Regions from separate parts of the Sus scrofa genome. Here region 2 is linked to region 1. Evidence: chromatin contacts called from public Hi-C data. All regions are on one chromosome and are shown on one strand. The core of a region is the stretch at or near the end of the contact, and the rest is flanking DNA. Distances in the headings are between cores, read along the strand shown. Region 1 overlaps ANKFY1 (rabankyrin-5). Region 2 overlaps UBE2G1 (ubiquitin-conjugating enzyme E2 G1).

Region 1 (7,303 bases), core at 3,270-5,769:
TATTCTTTCCTCTTTCTTTTTTTTATAGTGATTTTTATTTTTTCCATTAAAGCTGGTTTAGTATATTCTTTCTTCAACATCTAAGAATGACCATCAGTCTTCAGAATTTGAATAGGTGCACTGAAAAAAAAAAAAGGAAAATGAATAGCACATTGAGCTATTTAATGTTATTTGTTTTATGCCACAATATGTTGTATAGAATTTGGGTTAATATGGTGATTAAGGAGACTTAAAAACATCTTTCAGAAGTTGATTTCAAAATCGTGTTTTTTTTAGTTCTTGCCTAACTGCTGCTAAAAGAAATAAAAAGAGCAAATTTCCAATTTAATTTTGCAATTAATAGTCGAGAGATTACCACATAAGGAGCGTACCCAGGCATTAAGATAGATTTACTTGTAGAAGTGATTGGCTGTGTGCAAAGTCTGCTGAATTATGTCTTTGTTCAAAAGGTTTGCCAGTTCGGGAATTCTCTGGTGGCCTAGCAGTTAAAGGATCTGGCGTTATCACTGCTGTGGCACAGGTTTGATCGCTGGCCTGGAAACTTCCTCATGCCATGCGTGTGGCCAAAAAAAAAAAAAAAAGTTTGCCAATTCAGAAGGTGCTGTTTTCCACGGGCAGTGCTAGGAACCCTGAGAGGGTTGTAACACTCTCCTTGCCATATACAGTTCATACTCTGTTGGAGGAAAGGGGTTAATAAATCATTTCAGGCCAGGGCTGTATACTCAGTAGTGTAATTGCTGTATGTCTGAGGTACAGAAGCGATTAACTTGGGCTGGGGAGGAAGATGGCAGAGGTGGCTAACACCTGGGCAGTGTTGCACAGGTTCAGTAGGCATTTATCTCAAGGACATGGGGGAGTAGATGTCTGCTGCTTTCCCACTGTGAGTGAACTCTGTCTCACTATGTTCATTTCTAAGTTTAACCCGAGGGGCGTAATTCATAGTTGGAAACACACAACATACATACATGTCTGTACATGTGTGTCTGCATCCGTCCCTGAACTAAAACCTCTACTTGGGTAACAGCTTTTATTGGAAGGGCACCAGTCTCCATGATTGAAATCTCTGAACAGAGTTTTTCTTTTTTAAAAATAGAACTTTTGGGCGTTCCCATCATGGCTCAGCAGTGAGCGAACCCTGACTAGTATCCATGAGAATGAGAGTTGGATCCCTGGCCTTGCTCAGTAGGTTAAGGATCCGGTGTTTCTGCAAGCTGTGGCGTGGGTCGAAGACACAGCTCAGATTCTGAGTTGCTGTGGCGTGGGGGTCGCAGACACAGCTCAGATTCTGAGTTGCTGTGGCGTAGGTCGCAGACACAGCTCAGATTCTGAGTTGCTGTGGCTGTGGTGCAGGCTGATGGCTACAGCTCCAATTGGACCCTGAGCCTGGGAACCTCCATATGCCATGGGTGTGGCCCTGAAAGACCAAAAAAAAAAAAAAAAAATTAAAAAATTGCAATATAGCCTTTTGGAGTTCCTGTTGTGGCACAATGGAAATTAATCTGACTAGTATCCAGGAGGATGCAAGTTTGATCCCTGGCCTCGATCAGTGGGTTAAGGATCCGCCATTGCTGTGAGCTGTGGGGTAAGTCGAAGATGCGGTGCAGATCTGGCGTGGCTGTGACTATGGTGTAGGCCGGCAGCTGTAGCTCTGATTTGACCCCTAGCCTGGGAACCTCCATATGCTACAGGTACAGCCCTAAAAAGCAAAAATAAATAAATAAATAAATAATCTTTGGAAGCCATATTATCTTTGACCCCATGTAACAGAGCTGTGGATAGCAAAAAACCCTTTAGATCATGAGATGTTTTTCACAGAATACTTGATAGAATTACATGAACAGATAGTTTTCAAAGACTAGTATAGATAATAAAATGCTGAAAATTCAACTTTGTTAGAAAAAAAATTTAGGAGTTCCCGTCGTGGCGCAGTGGTTAACGAATCCGACTAGGAACCATGAGGTTGCGGGTTTGGTCCCTGCCCTTGCTCAGTGGGTTAATGATCCGGCGTTGCCGTGAGCTGTGGTGTAGGTTGCAGACGCGGCTCGGATCCCGCGTTGCTGTGGCTCTGGCGTAGGCTGGTGGCTACAGCTCCGATTCGACCCCTAGCCTGGGAACCTCCATATGCCGCAGGGGCGGCCCAAGAAATAGCAAAAAGACATAAAAAAAAAAAAAAAAAAATTTAGGATAAGTTGCCATCTCTTGATACCTAAAATACCAAAAATTTGATGATCCCAGTAGTCGTGAGGCTTGTGAAGGTTGCACTCTTGAACACTGCCAGTCACGTGATAATGGGTATGATGGTTTTAGAAAACTGCTAGGCAGCTGAGCTATAAAATTGTCTTTTTTTTTTTTTTAACCTCATCATCTGACTTCTAGGTGATTCAGACAGCATAGATGTTTATCATGGTTTATGTGTAACTGCGAAATACTGAATGTAACCAAATTGAGTAAAAGTGGGGAAAAATGAAATATGACTGCTCCCCAGAACAAACAAAATTACATGAGAACACAGAAAATTGCATCAGTATATAAAAAGCTAAATTTAAACATTGAACTGAAAACCTTGCTTTTCCTTTTTTTTTTTTTTTTAATTACATCACAACATTTAAGAGTTGCTTTAACAAGTAACCATCTGACCCATAATATTGTGTCACTGGAAATCAGATTTTTCTAGAGTTTAGGAAGGTATCATGTTAATGCCTTTAAATGTCCCTGGATGCCCTACTGTTGTCAGTGATCAACTCGGTTTGATCCTGCAGTGAGGTTTGCTTTTAGGAGCGAGCACTGCAGAGCCAGCGTTTTTTGTGGCTTTGGTAGATCAGGCACCTACTGGAGTAGCTGTGGTAGAGCCTATGGCATCTGTGCTTTGCTTTATGAAGTTTATCTTTGGAGGGTGTCATGGGAGAGGGTTCCACCAAGGTGGTGGCCTCTGGGGACTTCTTCATGTTTGTGTGCTTTGTCCAGTAGTCCTGCTGCCCAGCCTGTGTGGGCATGGGTGCGATTGCCCTAAATCTGGGGTTGCAGCAGCTGAAACTGCCTCCGGAGCCTGCATGTTATGCGATAGCTGGAAACACTACCGCTCGTGGCCGGCCAGGCGTTGAGGGAGAATAGAAATAGGTGCTTGTAAACAAGTGTATAAATAGCATGTGTAAAAAGCTATGTTTTAAGTGGTTGAACCTTTTCCACACTAATGGGCTTGGGGATAAAGCCATTTTGTGAATTTATTTGGTGTTTTGTTTCTTCAGAATTACTCCATTAGTATCACAGATGCTGAGTGCCAGACACTTTTCAGGTACTAGGGGGATAGTAGTGAACAAAACTAAATTCCTAGGAGAGATTGACAGCCTAAGCTTCACACTTTCTTTTGAAGATCTTGTGTAATTGACATTGCTTAAAATTCAAAACAAGCAAATCTTTAATTCTGTTAATTATGAGAATTTTAGCACGTCAGTGATGGTATTATATAGCAAGTGTTTAAAGTGTATTTGAACATGGAAATTTTCTTAAATCATACCTTGTTCAAAAAGGTAAAATGTTTTGGAGTTCCTGTTGTGGCTCAGTGGTAACGAAACCCAGCTGGTATCTATGAGGACTTGGGTTCCATCCCTGGCCCTGCTCCCTGGGTTAAGGATCTGGTGTTGCTGTGGCTGTGGCATAGGCCAGCAGCTGCAGCTCCGATTCTACCCCTAGTTTGGGAACCTAACTAGGGGTAGTATGCTACAGGTGCAGCCCTATTAAAAAAAAAAAATGTTTTGTGCCTGATGCAATGACAAAAACACAGTCACTTCTCTAGGATTCTTGCCGTAAATGCATAACCTTAGTCTAATTATAAGAAAGCATCAGTCTAACCCAAATTGAGGAACATTCCACAGATTAAGTGAGCCACAATGGAGCTCCTAATCACCTGGTTTTAATAATCGTACTATGATTGTGCTAATATTAGGGGAAGGTGGGTAAAGGATGTATGGGAACTCTTGTCTGCACCTGCTCTGTAAATCTTAAATTGTTTCAAGAAAGATAAAAAGATATAAATTTGGAGTTCCTGTTGTGACTTGGTGGAAATGAATCTGACTAGCATCCATGAGTACACAGGTCGATCCCGGGCCTTGCTCAGTGGGTTAAGGATCCGGTGTTGCCATGAGCTGTGGTGTAGGTCGCAGACAGGGCTCGGATCCCGTGTTGCTGTGACTCTGGCGTAGGCTGGCAGCTACAGCTCCAATTGGACTGTGGGTGTGGCCCTAAAAAAAGACCAAAGAGAGGGGGAAAAATATAAATTTGCTTTTTATTGATTATTTTACATATAAAGATATGTTTATAAAGATGCTGACTGTTCACTCGGGAAGAGAAGACTGTAACCGTTAGCTCAACACAGTATAACAAATCATGAGCTTTGGAGGAAAGCAGATATTTCAGTCTCAGTGAAGTAAAGCAGTTTGCTTCAGGCTCAGTGATTGGTTTATAGCCTCTGTAGCACTTGAGCCTAGCAGCTGACCCTGTGCGAGGTTCCAGGGCGGTAGAAGGCTGTTTTGAAGCTAGAGTTTCTTGCATGCTTTCTCCAGCAAAGGTCTTATGGTTCTCTGGCATAAGAGTTTATGGTGAGTCATTCAGCTTTCCTGGAATGTGTTCTGGGTCCTGTCGAGCCGTTCCGAGGAACGGGCAGCATCCTGCTTTGCTCTTTGCCGTCCAGGTGGGGAAACTGCTCATGAACGCACAGACCTGGGAGGTGGCACTGTGCAGTTGAAGGGGCAGGTGCTCAGACTGCGGGCTCAGGCACCCTAAGGTGCTACCGCAAACCCTCAAGGCCAGTGATGTTTTACATTTTCAAGAGAAACAAGGCGATATCTGTTGGATACCATGGGAACTACTAGCTCAAGATTGTTCATTTTCAGTATTTTGATGATATCCTTGGTAGTTTTAAATGTGTCCCTAAATTATTTGCTATTCTTCCCTTCAAAAGGTGGGGAATTCTTCTCTGGAGTGTAGGCGGACTGAGCTGGTGGTAGAAGTGATACTTCAGAGAGGTTCTTTCTTAGGCGTGTGCCTTCTTCCTGGCTGTGTTTCGGATTGCTCGCTTTGGAAGAAGTTGGCTGCTGTGTCATGAGGACTCTCAAACAGCCTTTGCGGCCTCTTGCTAACAGCTGAGACCCTCTCCCAGAGATTCTCTTAGAGCTTCACGGAATCTATTTTATCTGTGGTCATGTCTCCTTACTCGATCCTAACATGACTTTTGTGTTTTTCTCTAATCTTTGGTTATTCTTGAATTGTCTGTGTGTTGGTTAAAATAGTCTGCCTTGGAGTTCCCATCGTGGCTCAGTGGTTACCGAATCCGACTAGGAACCATTAGGTTGCGGGTTCGGTCTCTGCCCTTGCTCAGTGGGTTAAGGATCCAGTATTGCTGTGAGCTGTGGTGTAGGTCGCAGATGTGGCTTGGATCTGGTGTTGCTGTGGCTGTGGTGTAGGCTGGCAGCTGTAGCTCCAATTTGACCCCTAGCCTGGGAACCTCCATATGCCGAGGGAACAGCCCTAGAAAAGGCAAAAAAACAAACTAAAAATAAAAATAAAAAATAAAATAGTCTGCCTTAATAATAATCGTAGGAATTCTCATTGTGGCTCAGTGGTAAGGAACCTGACTAGTATCCATGAGGTTGTGGGTTTCATCCCTGCCCTTGCTAAGTGGGTTAAGGATCTGGCATTGCTGTGAGTTGTGGTGTAGGCTGGCAGCTGCAGCTCCAGTTCAGCCCTTAGCCTGGAAACTTCAGTATGTCGTGGGTGCAGCCCTAGAAAAAACAAAGAAAAAGGAAAAAAAATAATCATAGCAAATTTTTATATAGCAATTACTATTTGGTGCAGCAGGTATTAATGCATATATCTTTACAATAATACTTTGAGGAGTATTATCTTTAATGCTTTTAGAATAATACTCTTATAGATGAGGAAATTGTGAAGCAATATTAAATAACTCCCTCAAGGTCACACAATAGTAATGGTCCAAGCTGGGGTTTGACCCCAGTTATTTGAGCTGCAGAATCCATGTCATTAACCACAAGGCTGTGCTGCCTCTCACTTTTGGTTTCTTTTTCTTCTGACTTTATTGAGATATAAAGGAAGTGAAATAAATTGCCCACAGTAAAAGTGTACAGTTTGATTAGTTTTGACGTAACTGTGAAGCCATCACCACGTGGAATAACGAACATTTTCTTTATTTTGTTTTTGCTTTTTAGGGCTGCGCCTACGGCATATGGAGGTTCCCAGGCTAGGGGTCGAATTGGAGCTGTAGCTGCCAGCCTATGCCAGAGCCACAGCAACTCAGGATCTGAGCCATGTCTGCGACCTACACCACAGCTCATGGCAATGCCGGATCCTTAACCCACTGAGCAAGGCCAGGGATCGAACCTTTGTCCTCGTGGATATCAGTCAGGTTTGTTTCCACTGAGCCACAATGGTAGCTCCTCGTGTATGTTATCTGAGCCATTCTTTTGTATATATATGTATTTTTTTTTTGTCTTTTCTAGGGCAGCGCCCAAGGCATATGGAGGTTCCAGGCTAGGGGTCTAATCAGAGCTCTTGCTAACGGCCTACGCCACAGCCACAGCAACGTCAGATCCAAGCCGTGTCTGAGACCTACACCACAGCTCATGGCAAGGTCAGATCCTTAACCCACTGAGCAAGGCCAGGGATCGAACCCGCATCCTCATGGACAATAGTCGGGTTCGTTATCCACTGAGCCATGATGGGAACTCCACCTTCTTTTCTTTTTTTTTTTTCTTTTTTTTTTTTTTGTCTTTTTGCTATTTCTTGGGCCGCTCCCGAGGCATATGGAGGTTCCCAGGCTAGGGGTCCAATCGGAGCTGTAGCCACCGGCCTACGCCAGAGCCACAGCAATTCGGGATCCGAGCCGCGTCTGCAACCTACACCACAGCTTATGGCAACGCCGGATCGTTAACCCACTGAGCAAGGGCAGGGACCGAACCCGCAACCTCATGGTTCCTAGTCAGATTCGTTAACCACTGCGCCACGACGGGAACTCCATCCCCACCTTCTTTTCTAATGTAAGGACTTAAAGCTCTAAGTTTCTATGTACTGTTCTAGCTGCATCCCTGCAAATTTTCATATGTTGTATTTTCATTGTCATTTAGTTCAGGATATATTCTGTTTTTCCTTGTGGGTTCTTCTTTGACCCTTGAATTATTTACAGGTGTGTTGCTTAATTTCTAGATATTTGGGATTTTCCTAGATATTTTGTTGTTATTGGTTTCCAATTTAGTTGTTATTGTCCAAGAACATACTTTATGTTTCGATCCTT
Region 2 (7,303 bases), core at 3,518-6,017, 100 kb before region 1:
TATGCTGCAGGTGCGGCCCTGAAAAGCAAAAATAAATAAATAAATAAAATATTATAAATTGTTTGGTAAATTGTGAGTCCTTGCATATTGAAAAATGCTATTATTTTGTCCTCACATTGGATTGTTAGGTTTTCTGGGAATTGAATTCTGAGTTGAAAGTCCTTTCCCTACATGCAAACTACTGCATTTAGAGTAGGTAAGCAATGAGATCCTGCTGTGTATAGCACAGGGAACTGTATCTAGTCACTTGTGTCAGAACATGATGGAGGATAATGTGAGAAAAAAAAAAAATATATATATATGACTGGGTCAGTTTGCCATATAGCAGAAATTAACAGAACATGGAAATCAACTATAAAATTTTTTTTTAAAAAAAGGAGTTCCCATTGTGGCACAGCAGAAACAACCCAACTAGCATCCATGAGGATGCTGGTTCGATCCCTGGCCTCGCTCAGTGGGTTAAAGAAGGATCCGGCATTGCCGTGAGCTGTGATGTAGGTTGCAGATGTGGCTTGGGTCCTGAGTTGATATGGCTATGTCACAGGCTGGCAGCTACAGCTCCAATTCGACCCCTAGCCTGGGAACCTCCATATGCTGCAGATGTGGCCCTAAAAAGACAAAAAACAAAAAAACAGAAAACATTATGCCAAGGGAAAAAAGCCATATTAAAATAACACATTTTATCTCATTTACATGAAATGTCCAGAAAAGCCAAGTTCATAGGAACGGAAAGTAGATTAGTAGTTAGTTGTCCAGGTGTGGGACTGGGAAAGGGGAGTGACTGACTAATGGGCGCAAGCTTTCCTTTTGAGGTGATGAAAATGCTCTAAAATTACACTGTGATGATAGTTGTGCAACACTAAATGTACACTTAAAATGAGTAGAGTTTTGGGGGTTTTATAAAGCACTTTGTACTTGGGGGCAAGATAGGATATTAAAAACAAATCCTAAACTTTCTGGTTTAGGAATTTCCCCTTTGGAAAAACATTTTCTCTCCTGTTCCTTTTCCTGTGTAAAACATACTTTTAATTGGTGGTGGTGGAGGTGTTCCTTTCTTTTTCCATCTCTGTTTGGTAAAATAAACCCATCCTTTAAAGTTAAAAAACCAGTTGAGGTGTTTTTGATTTTAGTCTGCTCTGATACCTTATCCCTCACAAAATAGATGTATAAGGTTTTTGGCATTGAGAATATGTCTAAAGTAGGGCCTAGCATATTTTTAGTGAACTTTTACCCTCTCTACCCAGTATTTTCTTTTTTTTTAAAATTTAATATTTATATTTATTTTTTATTATTATTAAAGTATAGTTGATTTACAGTGTTTCGTCAGTTCTACTGTTGTAGAACAAAATGACCCAATCGCACACATTTCCCTATGCTGTACAGTAGGATCCCATTGCCCATCCTTCCAAATATAACAGTTTGCATCCAAAAAACCCCCAAAATGCCCATCCATCCTACTCCCTCCCCTTTCCCCCAGGGAACCCAAAGCCTGCCCTTCTTGGCCATGCTCTTGTTTCTGTTTTTTGTTTGTTATTTTTAGATATGATCATCTGTTCCATATTTTAGGTTCCACAAATAAGTGATATCATATGGTATTTGTCCTTTTCATTCTGGCTTATTTCACTTAGTATGAGAGTCTCTAGATCCATCCATGTTGCTGCAAATGGCATTGGTTTGTCTCTTTTTTTGTGGCTGAGTAATATTCCATTGTATATATGTACCACATCTTCTTTATCCATTCATCTATCGATGTACATTTAGGTCATTTCCCTGTCTTGGCTATTGTGAATAGTGCTGCTCTGAACATGGGGGTGCATGTATCTTTTTCGTTGAAAGTTTTGTCTGGATGTATGTCCAACAGTGGAATTGCTGGATCATATGGTAGCTCTATATTTAGTTCCCTGAAGTACAACCACACTCTTTTCCATAGTGGTTGTACCAATTTACATTCCCACCAATAGTGGAGGAGGGTACCTTTTTCTCCATATTCTCTCCAGCATTTGTGATTTGTTGACTGTTGGTGATGGCCATTCTGATTAGTGTAAGGTGGTACCTCATTGTAGTTTTCATTTGCATTTCTCTAATAATTAGTGATATTGAGCATTTTTTCCATATGCCTGTTGGCCATCCTAATGTCTTCTTTGGAGAAATGTCTATTTAGGTCTTCTGCCCTTTTTTCACTTGGGTTGTTTTTTTGTTTTTTTGTTTTTTTTTCACTTGGGTGGTATTTATTGTTGTTGAGTTGAATGAGTTGTTTGTATATTTTGGAGATTAGGCCCTTGTCTGTTGCATTGTTGGCAAAGATTTTCTCCCATTCTGTGGGTTGTCTTTTAGTTTTTTTAATGGTTTCCTTTTCTATGCATTTTATTTTTATTTATTTTTTATTTTATTAAAAAATCTCGTTACAGTTGATTTTTGTTGTTCTGAGTATTTTTTTTTTCAAGCATTTATTATCTAGTACTGCGTTGTGATTATTAGGTATGTATGTGTTTGCCTTGCCCCCTTGTGATATTAACTGGTCAGTCTACTGTTAGTATCCTGTTTCTTTCTTTCTTTCTTTTTTGCTTTTTAGGGCCACACCCTGGGCATATGGAGGTTCGCAGGATACGGTTTGAATCAGAGCTACAGCTGCTGGCTACAGCCACAGCAGTGTGGTATCTGAACCCTGTCTACCACTGACACCACAGCTCACGGCAAAACCAGAACCTGACCCACATCGTTGCCACTACACTACAATGGGAAATCCCAGTATCCTGTTTCTTAATCCCCATTCCCTTCTTTCTCTCTTTTCTCAGTCATGTATAATTCTTTGTAGTGATTCTATTAAAACACTCGACAGAATGGTTTGTAGTAGCCAGATGGAGGACTGGATGCTTGTATAGTGGTGTTTGATTGGTTCATATAACCAGGACGGACATACTCCTACTTTACATCAGGGTTTCTGAACTTAATTGACCCAATTCCAAAAAGTAATCACCTGGAATGAAGACATTAATGTATATACTAAGGAATTGAATAACCAGTAGTTTCATTGATAAACACAGTATTTGGACAGTTTTCCATAATTGGGCAGAACAATTGCTAAAATAATGGATAACTGTATTTGTCTTAAAAAAAAAAAAGAACTTTGCTTGTGTGAAGTCTGGGAGACCTTGCCTAGTAATAGGTAGCTTGTGAGAAAAAGACCTATATCAATCACTTTTTGTTTCGTCAGAATAGACTAGGTTATGCTGTGATTAAAAAAACACAACCCTAGGGAGTTCCCATCGTGGTGCGGTTGTGGGTTCGATCCCTGGCCTCACTCAGTGGGTCGCGGATCCGGCGTTGCCGTGAGCTGTGGTGTAGGTTGCAGACACAGCTTGGATCCTGCGTGGATAGGCTGGTAGCTATATAGCTCCAATTCGACCCCTCGCCTGGGAACCTCCATATTCTGCGGGTACAGCTCTAAAAAGCAAGAAAACCCCCCCAAACAAACAAAAAACCCCCTACAACCCTAAAATGTCAGTGGCTTCAAACACAAAGTTTTATTCCCAGGAACTCAGGTTGGCAGCGGTCTCTGCTCGCTGAAGTTACTCAGTTAATAGTGCAGCCACCATCTCAAACATTGCCAGAGAGAGGCAGTGTTTTTCTGGAGGTTTTGTTTAACAGTGAAGTTAAACTCTGGCCAGACGTGAATGGAGGCACTTCACTTACAAGTCATTGATCAAGTCTAGGCATGGTACCTCTCAACCACAATGGGGCAAAGAAATGCAGTGTTAATTGTGTGACTGCAGTGGGGGAGAACCTGAAGTATTTGACAGCAGCATTAATAACCAGAACATTTTGGAGTTCCTGTCGTGGCGCAGCGGAAAAGAATCTGACTAGGAACCATGAGGTTGGGGGTTTGATCCCTGGCCTCGCTCAGTGGGTTAAGGATCTGGCATTGCCATGAGCTATGGTGTAGGTCGCAGACATGGCTCGGCTCCTACGTTGCTGTGGCTGTGGCATAGGCCAGCAGCTGTAGCTCCGATTCGACCCCTAGCCTGGGAACCTCCATATAATGCAGGTGCGACCCTAAAAAGACAAAAGACAAGACAAACAGGAATTTTATTACTAGCACATAACAATATTTATGTGACATATTATAGACATTCAGTAAATAAACATTGAATGGATGGCATTGTTCAAGTAGCTAAATTTAAATCTCTAAAAAGGATGTTAGGAAATTGCTGGAAGATTATATTAGAAGAGCTAAGCATTCTTTTAAAAAAAAATTCTACAGTTGTATTGCTTCCTCTTTAGTATCTTTTCCTTAAACATCTTTTTCTTTGTTCCTCCTTTTTTTTTTTTTAATAATTTTTTTTTAATTTTCCCACTGTACAGCAAGGGGGTCAGGTTATCCTTACATGTATACATTACAATTACATTTTTTCCCCCATGTTCCTCCTTTTTAGAGTCCTATGTACAAAAAGTCTTAAGTTGTATAAGTGAGACTGCAGTATCTTACCTGCTTTGGAGGACTGTAAAAACCGCATTCATTGGCTAGGATTATTTCAGTTTAGTCTGGATACAACTTTTATTGGATTAGTAAGAAGAAAGATCTACATGTAAAGACTTCTTTCAGTAGGTAGAAAATGTACCTAAGAATTAAAATTGGCCTTCACATTAAAGCAGTAAATGAATTTGTATCTTAAGGATAGTCTTTTTGCTTTTTAGACCTGCATCCATGGCATATGGAAATTTCCAGGCTAAGGGTTGAATCGGAGCTACAGCTGCTGGCTTAACGCCATAGCCTCAGCAATTGCGATCCAAGCCACTTCTGCTGCCTACACCACAGCTCACGGCAACATTGGATCCATAACCCACTGATTGAGGCCAGGGATTGGACCCTGTCCTCATGGATCCTAGTTGGGTTCATTACCGCTGAGCCACAATGGGAACTTAAGCATAGTCATTTTTATTAAGAGAGTAAGTTATGAGTTGTATGGCAGTTCTGAATACTGTATTGTTGAAATATCAATAGCAGATATTAGCATCCTGTTGGTAATGTGAAACTAGTTTGAAAAGTGCAGTCTTTAATTATTCAACACTTCTTATTTAAATTATGGGAAATGCCTATTTTATGATTTTTGAATAGAACCCAGGTTGTTTACTTAAATAAGGCTTGTTCTTTTCTCCCCCTCCTTCTCAATTTGAGTCTCTGGAATATGTTCTATTTTTACTTGTGGATCTACATACTGAAGCTATCTCTGATTTCATGCTCTGAAGATCAACAAGTGATCCTCTCTTGTAAGATGAGAATTGTGTAATAGGTGACTATTAGAAGAGTAAACAAGTCTTAGTAAACATTTATTGAGGTTTTCCCAGTAAAAGCAATGCTGTACCAAATGTCTTTTGGTACTGTGACTAAAGATAATTCAATAATAAATTCAGTGGCTGGTTTTCTGCTTGATAATTGCTAGAAGTAATTTTTATTTTGTTGAGGCTTTACTTTATGCTTAATTTTAATTTTTTTTATTTTTTATTTTTTGTCTTTATGCTTAATTTTTAAACTAAGCCAGGACTATTGAATTTGAAAAAAGTCTTGCAAATCAAATTTTATCTTAATTTTTATTATAAAATGAAAGTGAAGGCCTTAGAATCTGTTTGGGGGATTTAACCATTTTGGCTCAGAGGTAATGAACCCGACTAGTATCCATGAGAACGAGGGTTTGATTCCTGGCCTTGCTCAGTGGGTTAGGGATCTGGTGTTGTCACGCGCTTCAGTGTAGGTTGCAGGAGTGGCTTGGATCCCGAGTTGCTGTCACTGTGATGTAGGTGGCAGCTTCAGCTCCAATTAGACTCCTAGCCTGTGGACCTCCATATGCCTCTGGTGTGGCCCTAAAAAAAAAAGAATTAGAATATCAACCTTTAATTAAATAGATCTGGGGCAGTGATAATTAACAACTTCTGAACATGGAAGACTGGCAGCACCTGAACCCACATCATAAAAATAGGGACAAACTAGATGTGTGTACCCCGTGATGTGATGCAGTGTTGACACCACTTGTGAAATATTCTTGTACAAAATTCACATCTGAGAGAGTTCCCGCTGTGGCACAGTGGGTTAAGAATCCCAACTGCATTGGCTCCAGTCACCGCACAGGCCACAGGTTCAATCCCCAGCATGGCGCAGTGGGTTAAAGGCTCTGGTGTTGCTGAAGCTGTGGTTCAGTTTCAGTCCCTGGCCGGAGAACTTCCATATGCTGTGGTGTGTCCATTAAAAAAGAAAAATTCAGGAGTTCCAGTTGTGGCTCAGCGGTTAGTGAACCTGACTTGTATCCCTGAGGACATGGGTTTTATCCCTGGTCTTGCTCAGTTGGTTAAGTATCTGGCATTGCTGTGAGCTGTGGTGTAGGTCGCAGATGCAGCTCAGATCTCACATTTCTGTGGCTCAGGTATAGGCCAGTGGCTACAGCTTTGATTCCACCCCTAGCCTGGGAATCTCCATATAACGTGGGTGTGTCCCTTAAAAAAAAAAAAAAAAAGAAAGAAAGAAAAGAAAAAAAGACACACAAAAAATTCACATCTGAATCTGATCAAGCCCCTTGATCTACCAGTTTATAGGAAATACAGGGTGCCAGGAAAATGTTCAAAGACTCCAGAGGAGGATATAATCGGTAAAATCTGGAGGGAGAGTCCATAGAACAAGTGTCGTTTTTGACAAATATGTGACAAGAAAAGGCCAATCAGGAAACCTTTAGAAGAGACATATTAACAAAATACAATGTGAGCATCTTGTTTGGATGAGTCTTGATTCTAACCAACTAACTGTAAATGTAGTCTTTATGGAGAAAAAGTGAAAATTTGAGCTCTGGATATGTGATACTAACAAATTGTTCATCTTTTTTAGGTTGTGATGATAATATTGCTATTACGTTTTAGAATTCATACTAAAATATTGACAGACAGAAGTATGACATCTGAAATTTAAAATCCAGATTGGGGAGTTCCCGTCGTGGCGCAGTGGTTAACGAATCCGACTAGGAACCATGAGGTTGCGGGTTCAGTCCCTGCCCTTGCTCAGTGGGTTCACGATCCGGCGTTGCCGTGAGCTGTGGTGTAGGTTGCAGACGCGGCTCGGATCCCGCGTTGCTGTGCCTCTGGTGTAGGCCGGTGGCTACAGCTCCGATTCAACCCCTAGCCTGGGAACTTCCATATGCCGCGGGAGCGGCCCAAGAAATAGCAACAAACAACAACAAAACAACAACAAAAAAGACAAAAGACAAAAAAAAAAAAATAAAATAAAATAAAATCCAGATTGAGGGAGAATGGTTGGGGATAC

The links. Hi-C and Micro-C count contacts between places; a contact is called where the count stands out from the background.
Region 2: a contact with region 1 is called in a Hi-C map of skeletal muscle, with 5 times the contacts expected there. The contact joins two enhancer-like sites. A contact is called at or near these places in 4 of 47 Hi-C or Micro-C datasets (embryonic fibroblasts, psoas muscle and skeletal muscle) and 2 of 2 datasets of contacts at active chromatin or transcription factors (alveolar macrophages and skeletal muscle).

The regions. Positions count from the first base shown.
Region 1 is chr12:50,218,362-50,225,664 of Sscrofa11.1, reverse strand. The region is part of intron 3 of ANKFY1 (rabankyrin-5); the gene reads left to right. Among named protein-coding and RNA genes, the nearest start is that of ANKFY1, 30 kb to the left of the region's middle. Within about 2 kb of position 4,519, at least 15 of the 83 cell types and tissues checked have an H3K27ac peak or open chromatin away from gene starts, as enhancers often do. A contact at or near this core is called in skeletal muscle, where this site is marked.
Region 2 is chr12:50,322,190-50,329,492 of Sscrofa11.1, reverse strand. All of the region lies in intron 1 of UBE2G1 (ubiquitin-conjugating enzyme E2 G1), which reads left to right. Among named protein-coding and RNA genes, the nearest start is that of UBE2G1, 43 kb to the left of the region's middle. Within about 2 kb of position 4,767, at least 2 of the 83 cell types and tissues checked have an H3K27ac peak or open chromatin away from gene starts, as enhancers often do. A contact at or near this core is called in skeletal muscle, where this site is marked.